Regions from separate parts of the Zea mays genome. Here region 2 is linked to region 1. The links are chromatin contacts, called in public Hi-C maps. All regions are on one chromosome and are shown on one strand. The core of a region is the stretch at or near the end of the contact, and the rest is flanking DNA. Distances in the headings are between cores, read along the strand shown. Region 1 holds the start of LOC103631923. Region 2 holds the start of LOC100383797.

Region 1 (5,309 bases), core at 991-3,490:
GGCGGTGCTCCACTCCTCATGGTCAGGGAGCAGGTCCGGATACCAGGCCATCAGGTACGCGCAGTAGCGTGAGAGGTGAGTGGCAGCGATCTTGTGACGGTTCAGCTGTTCTTGGCAGCCGCCGCCGCCACACTGGTATGGATGCCTCACCTCGAGGATGCATGTGGCAATGTGCCATGTGAGTATGATGCCAGAGGTACCAGCAGTAGTGCTGCTACTACCACTGCAACAAGCCCACAGGAACCTCTCGCCGCCGACTCGGCTTCGGAGCAGAGAACTTCTGCCATTACTGAGCGGTTGCCCCACGCCGATGTCGCGTGCCACAGCATCGTCGAGGATGCACGCCTTAACTGCCGGTGGTATCTTCACGCTCCTGTCTAGGTCAGGGAGACCCAGGAGGCGTCGGAGAAGAAGGAGCGGGATTGTTCTGGGGTGCACTGTTATATAGTTTCAGTTCTCTGTTGGCTTACGTTTCATTTCAGTATAGTTGTAATAAGCGGCTGAGTCAGGGGCTTGTCCTGATCGCCGGGTTAGACGCCTGCGTAAAAGCGCGCTTGCGCGTGTGATCGTGCCCGGTCTTCTCGCTCCCGAACGGTGCGCACGTCGTGCTCGTCATGGCGCCGTTCGTGATAGAGGCGGGTTGATCGGTTGGCAGACTGAATAATCAATATAAACAGAAAAGACCAAACAGATAGCGGCTCTCTGCATTTTTGCTCAGACCATCCGAAATTACATCGGGTTTGGTGAAGGTATGCAAGATCAGTACTCATGATAATCCTGATGATATGATGACGAAACATGTTCCTGTTGCTAAGTTTGAGCTATGCTCAAGGTTAATTGGTATTACAAATTAGTCCCTAGTGGCTGTTGGCGTCGGCATGATGATGATGCATTGTGTGAGGTGGAGTTTGCTATTAGGATACTACAAAGAATTTGTCTCAAGGTGGAGTTTGTGATCCAAATTCTGAAGAAGGCATCCAAATTGGCAAGCGAAACTGAGGCTTGGGCCAGAGCGTAGCGATGCCAATTGGCTTTCGGCCCACATCCCAGGGACGCCTAGGAGGGTGTGGGGGGCTCCGGCGCTCCGCCCCCTGCGGTACAGATCGTTCCCTACTCACCTTAGGGTTTCGTCTCTATAAATACACTTACAATCCGCAGGAAATCATCACCTCATTGTAAATCTCCTGCGATCTGTAATCACCCGAAAAATAGTGATATTGTTACTAGTCAGCGCCCGTGGTTTTTCCCCTTCGTTTTAGAGGGGTTTTCGACGTTAAGTCTGTGTCTTCTCTGTGTTTGATATACTTTGTGTCGTATTGATTCATAACACAAACATGTGTTTTCCTTCCTTTTAGTTTTTGCAGTATATGTAATACGATGGATGCTAATCATTGGCAAAACAATAGAAATAGCAGGTCAGGTTGTGCTCTCAAGGCGTGGTCAAATCCTTCATATATTGATCAGCATCTTGCTTGCTAACAATTTTGGTGTTGCTTTTTTCGTTTGAATAAAATCCAGGCATAAGATTTTTGGATTTTTGCCATTATGGCAGTGCGAGCAATAAAATTGCTCTACAGATATGCCTTGCACACATCCAACATGCCCCCCTTTATTATTTAATCACCAGAAGACGTAAATATATATAATACAACACCCCCTTCTGCTGCCCGGTTGCCTGACACACGACTAACACATATACGTACATAAGCATCCATGGATGGATGGATGCCTTGAAACACGTATCACTCGAACAAAAGCTCACGAGGTAGAGCGTATATATATACGTACGCACGTCGTCGGCCGGCGCATGCTGTGTGAGAGTAGTAGTGGCTTCATTCACGTACACAGAATGGCCTCAAGCAGCAGCAGGAGTAAATATGATGTAGCAGCGACGATCATCATAGTTACAGGAGCAAGCAGGAGTGAGGCAGGTAATGTATTTGCATGTCTCCCCCGTGTAGCACAGCGTGGCTGACAGCATCGTCACCTTGGGCGTCGTGGCGAGGGAGCCATCCGGCACGGCTCCGCGCGGCGAGCGGGCGGCCATGGCCGTCGGTGGAGCTGCCATCAGCTGCAGAACCAGCAGTATGGCCACCACCGCCGCCGCACCGGCCACTTCCTTCTTGCTGCCACCCTTCATCATGATCGGTGGATATATATGCTCTCTCTCCTTGGTTCCAGCAGCCTCACCGATCCCGGCCATTTTATAGGCAGTCATAAGCAACTGTGTAGCACATCTGCGAGGTAGAAACAGGTAATACACTGTGTAGCACATCTGAGGTAGAAACAGCTGTGGCAGATGGATCACAACTGGCTGTATTTTAAGCTGCATGAGGTTCACGTTGTGGAACCCACTTGGGTTGGATCGCGCGCTGAAGCCCAATCACCTCTTCCAACTGCTATTTCCGCTCGGTGTCATCAAGACAGAGAGAGATTCAGAGATTCTAGAGAACAACAGTGCTCAAGGAAAACAACCCATACCCGCTCGTTAACTGTCGTGTTATCTGTAGTAGTAAATTCAGGCCGCGCACGTCGACGGTTAACTGTTGTGTTATCCTCTTTAGTTTAGTTTGCTACCTAACTTGTCATACTTTGTTTAATTTTTTGTATCTAAGGTTAGTTCTTTAATTTGGATGACTAATTTTAGATAAAGTGTGACACAGTTAGCGGAATAGTACTATCCGGATTTTTTTTTTTGGCGCCAGTCCGGGCAACAAATACAACTGGGCTCTGGCCCCCCTATATACAACAAAATTGGCTTTCACCAAACAACACGTCAGCCCAGACACATATTTCATTGGCGTCATTTTCTTTACACATTATAAAATTGAAACAAAAAGACTCACACTTCAGCTGCTTCTGTCACTCTACTTCAGAAAAAAAAATCATCTATTTTTCTTGATGCCTGTTTGATATATAGGTGTTTATATATATAGAGAGAGATAATGAGTCCCTCTCATCAAGATATCCATATCATAATGGTACGGTATTTTATGGATAAAAAAGTACATCGTACGTATCACAAATCTACAATAATAGAATGGCCATCTCTGAAAACAGTTTGATTTAGGTGCGGTCTGGTACAACAACGTCGTAGTATTTTTCCATCAGACAAGTAGATCAACATTTCATGCATAAGGAATACGATGGGTAAAATATATTTCATTTTAGACTAAATATACATTTATTAATTAACCTATGAATATAGTTTGTATGTATATCTATATTTATTATCATTCAAATGAGTGTGGACGGAAAAAAAGAGGCTAGAAAGAACTATATTTCAAACTGAGGGAGTATAAAAGACACAAATTTATACAAGTTTCAAGTATAAAGTACACTACATCCAGTGCAGAAAGCTTCTCTTTATGCTATGCACTTGGGTTACAGGCCGTTGGATTCTAGTTCTATGATGAGTTGTGTGGAATGTCACTTAGGGGACCCCTATCCCTCCTCATATAGCCCGTAGAATAGATTGCCGATGGAGTCCTAAATCCTAATCGACCTTAACATGAAGTTCCTAGTTCGTTATAAGGAAATCTAGTCATATCCAAGGGGATTTTTTTTTGCGCCAGTCCCGGCAACAAATACAACTGGGCTCTGGCCCCCCTATATACAACAAAATTGGCTTTCACCAAACAACACGTCAGCCCAGACACATATTTCATTGGCGTCATTTTCTTTACACATTATAAAATTGAAACAAAAAGACTCACACTTCTGCTTCTGTCACTCTACTTCAGAAAAAAAATCATCTGTTTTTTCTTTATGCCTGTTTGATATATAGGTGTTTATATATATAGAGAGAGAGATAATGAGTCCCTCTCATCAAGATATCCATATCATAATGGTATGGTATTTTATGGATAAAAAAGTACATCGTATCACAAATCTACAATAATAGAATGGCCATCTCTGAAAACAGTTTGATTTAGGTGCGGTCTGGTACAACAACGTCGTAGTATTTTTCCATCTGACAAGTAGATCAACGTTTCATGCATAAGGAATAAAATGGGTAAAATATATTTTGTTTTAGACTAAATATATATTTATTAATTAACCTATAAATATAGTTGTTATGTATGTCTATATTTATTATCATTCGAATGAGTGGACGAAAAAAGAGACAAAAAAGTACTATATTTTCGAACGATGGAGTATAAAAGGCACAAATTTATATAAGTTTCAAGTACAAAGTACACTACGTCCAGTGCAGAAAGCTTCTCTTTGTGATATGCACTCGAGTTACAGGGTCGTTGGATTCTAGTTATAGTGCAGAAAGTTTCTATGATGAGTTGTGTGGAATATGTCAGTTAGGGGTCCCCTATATATCCCTCCTCATATAGCCCATAGAATAGGTTGCCCATGGAGTCCTAAATCCTAATCGACCTTAAGACAAAGTTTCCTAGTTGGTTATAAGGAAATCTAGTCATATCCAAGGGGATCTTGCCAAGTTACTTGGCTTCTAAGCATATCTAGTTGATAACTTGTCTTCAGTAGTCAAGGCACCTTGTACTGTATGAGATATCCCTTCTACAAGGCCGATCCATCCCCTCCCATGTAGGCTTTTCTCCTTGCGGTGAGGATAGATGAGGTCCCAATAAAATGTCAAACATGGCACTTTTTAGTGCTCAACAAGGCCAGAGGAGGTGTGGAGACGAGCAGCACCTAAGGATATGTTTGGTTGCCTGGTCCAGCCTGAGCCTGGCTCAGTGAGAGAACCAGGCTCAAGGGAGCCCGTATATAATGAGCCAACCTAAAATGTTTGGTTGCCTGGTCAAAATAAACCTGGCCCATATAACACATTGTTTGGTTCTCATTTTTTTTAGCTTGGCCCAATTGGGTTACCGCCAATTTTGATGTGTTAGATACAGTTCTCGCCAAATTTCAAAATTTTAAACGTTATTAAACAAATTACAACAGTTTTGAACTAAAAATATGATTTTGACCTATAAATTGAACTAATTACAATCATCTAAATATGATTTACACCCATAGATTACAACAGATTTTGAAAAATACCCCATCAGGTCTCTGGGTCTCTGTACAGTAGGAGCAACTTACACATACAGATACAGTAGGAGCAACTTACCAGTACAGAAAAATTACAACAGATCCTTTGTAATACCCCATAAGGGATACAGATACAGTAGGAGCAACTTACCAGTACAGAAAAATGACCATGAACATTGTAAACAGATCCTTCTGATGAATTACAACAGATTTGAACTAAAAATATGATTTTGAAACATAAATTAAACTAATTACAATCATTTGGATATGATTTACAACCATAGCAACTTACCATT
Region 2 (5,215 bases), core at 1,141-3,640, 170 kb before region 1:
GTGGCTCATTCTCTCATTTGAATTTTTTTTTCACGAGCTAAACTGATATTTTAACTTGGTTCGTTAACCAAACAATCTATCACATTTCAACAAAGAGAAGCTATACACATATCGTATACGTAACAATCGATGAACATGTTGGTGTTTATGTCCTACGAGATAAACTAATTATTGATGAGCCGTGTCTTGGTCTATGCGAATATAACTGCGGGTTAAACTGATGAACCTGTGTGTATTGTAAATTGATGAGTGACGAGTTGTGTTAATTTCATGTATCTGGTCTGTGAAACTATGAGTATAATTATTATTTTTATATTATTAAATTAGTTTAAAATTAACTATAAATTAATTATTCTTTATATATTTTTTTTTCTACTCTGACTCTCGAGCTAAATGAGTCAGCTCAAGATAACTATTTAGCTTGTTAGCTTAACGAGTCGAGTCAGACCTAGCTCGAACTCAGACTAGTCGAGGTTATAAGCTGGCTCGATACTCTCCCTCTCTGTTCTTGCACCGTAGAGATCCATACTGCCCTGAGAGCGAACGGGGGATCGCTGTGCCTGTCGTTACGTTATACAGGTGGTCCGCCGGTGCAGCATGGGATGGGATGGAAGCCGACGGCGTGCCGGAACAATCCACATCCACTGGTGAAACGGGTGTGCAAATGCAGGACCAACTACTATGATTTGGATGCACCCATGCTTCTGACGCAAGATTCCATCTGCTCTGTCTTTCCCTCAGACCCCGCCGGTCCCGAAAAGCATATATGCGCCAGCTTTCCGAGAAGCAAAAGGTCTTTTCTTTTACTTTAACCTTATGTAAACCGGAAAATGTTAATGTTTGTAATGTGTAATAAATGTCGTTAGAATAGTCATGTAGTATACTTTTTATTGTAAACATAGCTGCAGATCTGACTATACGTAACAGTACCTTTATCTTTTTATAAATTATTGGAATTGTAAAGATTCTTAAAAACTAGATTTTCTTCTATAAAACAGCTTTTATAAACTGAAGATAGAAACTAGATTTTTAAAAACTAGACTTAAACTTTGTTGTTTTTTTTTAAATTTCCGACTTGTTTGTAAGCACATCAAAATCTCGTGGCTTGTTTTGCGGTTGACTACACTCGGACGACAGAGGTTGGAGCTTTCTTTTATTAGAAAAGTAGACTCCGTTTGGTTCTTTAGTCCAGTGACTAAAGTTTAGTTAGAAGACTAAATTTTAGTCACAATCATATTTGGTTATAGGAACTAAAAGTATTCAAAAAAATATTAAATAAATCATAAAATTACTAAAATATCTCTTAGCATTCTTTCTCTATTAGCGTAACTGAAATAAAGGTGGATAAAAACTGGGATTTATATGGTTTAGTCTTTTTTAGTCGTCCCTGGAAAGACTTGAGACTAAAACAATTTAGTCTCTATTTTAATCCTACAGTTCGACAATTTAGAGACTAAATATGACTAAAATAGATGGAATAATCTTTAGTTCCTCAAACCAAACGAGACCTTATTATTGTGACAATAAAATCAATAAGGAAACAATCTGTTTCTTCATCTGTCGGGAACATTTACAAAGTTATCCATTTTACTTATATTCTTTTTTAATACAAATAAAAATTTATTTTTAATTTTTTTTGATAGACCGAGACAACAGATCTATTTTCTCTTTATCAGATAGTTTCATATTAAATTTGTCAGAATAAAATAAGCGGGTTATAAGGGGAAAAAACTCTTAACTGGAGGCGGCGATAAATCCCTCTCTCCAAGCTTTTTAACCACCTTTTGTTCTCTTGAAGCTATCAACAATCCTTTGCAAACAAACAATTGCATTGCTGGAACCCATTATTAGTTTATGACATGAAGCAAACTGCACTGGATCCCGGATCCTGGTTGTAAACACGTACCAACCCAGAAAGGCAACTTTCATAAACAAATTCTAAATCACACCTGTCCCATCCGAAAAAAAAGTAAAGAATGTTACAGAAAAACCTACCAAATCAACCAACAAAAGACAAGTGCTCGGTGCTCCTACTCAAAAGAACAGTTTTTTTTCTAAGAAAAAGAAGGAAAAGACAAGTTTCTCAAAAGAACACCTTTTCCTCTCTAGAAAATCCAACCAGGAATCACATGCTTTTTTTTATAGCCGCTCTAGCGGCCTACTGAGTAGGTGTGTCAGTGTGTGTTGCTTCATCCAAGAACGACCAGTCAGCCTATCATAAAGCTCTCTCCTTTTCTCGCGGGCCGCGGCCTCACTCCCTTGTCTCCACTCTCCCGACGGAGACGGAGCCTCGAACGAACCCAATGCCAATGCGCCTCCTCCTCCTCCTCCTCCTCACCTTCCTCGCCACCGCCGCCGCGGTGGCGGGTGCTGCCGGTGGCGCGGCCGCGGCTGGCTCGGATGCGGACGCGCTGCTGGCGGCGAAGGCGGTGCTGTCGGACCCGGCCGGCGCGCTCGCGTCCTGGACGAACGCCACCAGCACCGGCGCCTGCGCGTGGTCCGGCGTGACGTGCAACGCGCGCGCCGCGGTCATCGGCCTCGACCTCTCCGGCCGCAACCTCTCGGGCCCGGTGCCCACGGCGCTGTCCCGCCTCGCGCACCTCGCGCGCCTCGACCTCGCCGCGAACGCGCTCTGCGGCCCCATCCCGGCGCCGCTGTCCCGGCTCCAGTCCCTCACCCACCTCAACCTCTCCAACAACGTGCTCAACGGCACCTTCCCGCCGCCGCTCGCGCGCCTGCGGGCGCTCCGCGTGCTCGACCTCTACAACAACAACCTCACCGGCCCGCTCCCGCTCGCGGTCGTGGGCCTGCCGGTGCTCCGCCACCTCCACCTCGGCGGCAACTTCTTCTCCGGCGAGATCCCGCCCGAGTACGGCCGCTGGCGGAGGCTGCAGTACCTCGCCGTCTCCGGGAACGAGCTGTCGGGGAGGATTCCTCCGGAGCTCGGCGGCCTCACCACCCTCAGGGAGCTCTACATTGGCTACTACAACAGCTACTCCAGCGGCCTACCCCCGGAGCTCGGCAACATGACGGATCTCGTCCGCCTCGACGCCGCCAACTGCGGGCTCTCCGGCGAGATTCCGCCGGAGCTCGGGAACCTCGCCAACCTCGACACGCTCTTCCTGCAGGTGAACGGGCTCGCCGGCGCCATCCCGCCGGAGCTGGGCCGGCTCAAGAGCCTCAGCTCGCTCGACCTGTCCAACAACGCGCTCACCGGCGAGATCCCAGCGAGCTTCGCGGCGCTCAGGAACCTCACTTTGCTCAACCTCTTCCGCAACAAGCTGAGAGGCAGCATACCGGAGCTCGTCGGCGACCTGCCCAGCCTCGAGGTGCTGCAGCTCTGGGAGAACAACTTCACCGGCGGCATCCCGCGCCGGCTCGGCCGCAATGGACGGCTCCAGCTGGTCGACCTCTCGTCCAACAGGCTCACCGGCACCCTCCCGCCGGAGCTATGCGCCGGTGGCAAGCTGGAGACCCTCATCGCGCTCGGCAACTTCCTCTTTGGCTCAATCCCTGAACCACTGGGGAAATGCGAGGCACTCTCCCGCATCCGCCTCGGCGAGAACTACCTGAACGGTTCCATCCCGGATGGTCTCTTTGAGCTGCCGAATCTGACGCAGGTTGAGCTGCAGGACAACCTCCTGTCCGGCGGCTTCCCGGCGGTTTCCGGCACCGGTGCGCCGAATCTGGGGGCGATCACTCTCTCCAACAACCAGCTCACCGGCGCACTGCCGGCGTCCATCGGGAAGTTCTCAGGTTTGCAAAAACTGCTTCTCGACCAGAATGCATTCACCGGCGCAGTACCGCCGGAGATCGGGCGGCTGCAGCAGTTGTCTAAGGCTGACCTGAGCGGCAACACGCTTGACGGCGGTGTGCCGCCAGAGATCGGGAAGTGCCGGTTGCTCACCTACCTGGACCTCAGCCGGAACAACCTGTCCGGGGAGATACCGCCGGCCATCTCCGGCATGCGAATCCTCAACTACCTGAACCTGTCCCGGAACCACCTCGGTGGAGAGATACCGGCAACCATTGCTGCGATGCAGAGCCTCACGGCCGTGGACTTCTCCTACAACAACCTGTCCGGGCTCGTGCCGGCGACTGGGCAGTTCAGCTACTTCAATGCCACATCCTTCGTCGGCAACCCGGGGTTGTGTGGGCCGTACCTTGGACCATGCCATTCTGGCGGCGCCGGCACGGGCCATGATGCACACACCTATGGCGGCATGTCCAATACCTTCAAGCTGCTAATCGTCCTCGGCTTACTTGTCTGCTCCATTGCGTTTGCTGCCATGGCGATCTTGAAGGCCCGGTCACTGAAGAAAGCCAGCGAGGCACGCGCTTGGAGGCTCACTGCGTTCCAGCGCCTCGAGTTCACCTGCGACGACGTGCTAGACAGTCTGAAGGAGGAGAACATCATCGGCAAAGGTGGAGCCGGGATCGTGTACAAGGGGACGATGCCGGACGGTGAGCATGTCGCAGTGAAGCGGCTTTCGTCGATGAGCCGTGGCTCGTCACACGACCACGGGTTCTCTGCAGAGATACAAACCCTCGGGAGGATCCGACACCGCTACATCGTGAGGTTGCTCGGCTTCTGCTCGAACAACGAGACGAATCTCCTGGTGTACGAGTTCATGCCCAACGGGAGCCTGGGGGAGCTGCTCCATGGCAAGAAAGGTGGCCATCTCCACTGGGACACTCGCTACAAGATCGCCGTCGAGGCCGCCAAGGGGCTCAGCTACCTGCACCACGATTGCTCGCCGCCGATCCTGCACCGCGATGTTAAATCGAACAACATCCTGCTTGATTCCGATTTCGAAGCACACGTTGCTGATTTCGGGCTCGCCAAGTTCTTGCAGGACTCTGGCGCATCACAGTGTATGTCTGCCATTGCTGGCTCCTATGGCTATATTGCCCCAGGTAAAATTTCTATCCTTATTACAGTTCACAGTTGTCTACAGATTAATTCTGAATACAGTTGATGCTTGTTTATCTCATATAGTGGTAAACATGTTGCTGTCTGTTACTACTTGGCCCCCTTTAGCTAATGAAACATAGCATCCCTTTATTTATGGCTCGCTAAAGTTTGTTTCCTTGTTCTGATATGTCAGAAATATACAACTTATAATCTGAAAATCAACTAATCCTTCATCGGATCGCTACCTTGTGGATGTACAGAGTACGCATACACCCTCAAGGTGGACGAGAAGAGCGACGT

What was found. Hi-C and Micro-C count contacts between places; a contact is called where the count stands out from the background.
Region 2: a contact with region 1 is called in a Hi-C map of ear, with 3 times the contacts expected there. The contact joins the promoter of LOC100383797 here to the promoter of LOC103631923 in region 1. A contact is called at or near these places in 3 of 25 Hi-C or Micro-C datasets (ear and leaf).

What each region holds. Positions count from the first base shown.
Region 1 is chr7:4,012,026-4,017,334 of Zm-B73-REFERENCE-NAM-5.0, reverse strand. It overlaps LOC103631923, which reads right to left and starts at 2,240. Exons shown (of 1, transcript NM_001371230.1): 1 at 1,585-2,240. The coding sequence starts at 2,218. The coding sequence ends at 1,856. It also overlaps the pseudogene LOC115208754.
Region 2 is chr7:4,184,275-4,189,489 of Zm-B73-REFERENCE-NAM-5.0, reverse strand. It overlaps LOC100383797, which reads left to right and starts at 2,390. Exons shown (of 2, transcript NM_001368210.1): 1 at 2,390-4,917; 2 at 5,176-5,215. The coding sequence starts at 3,027.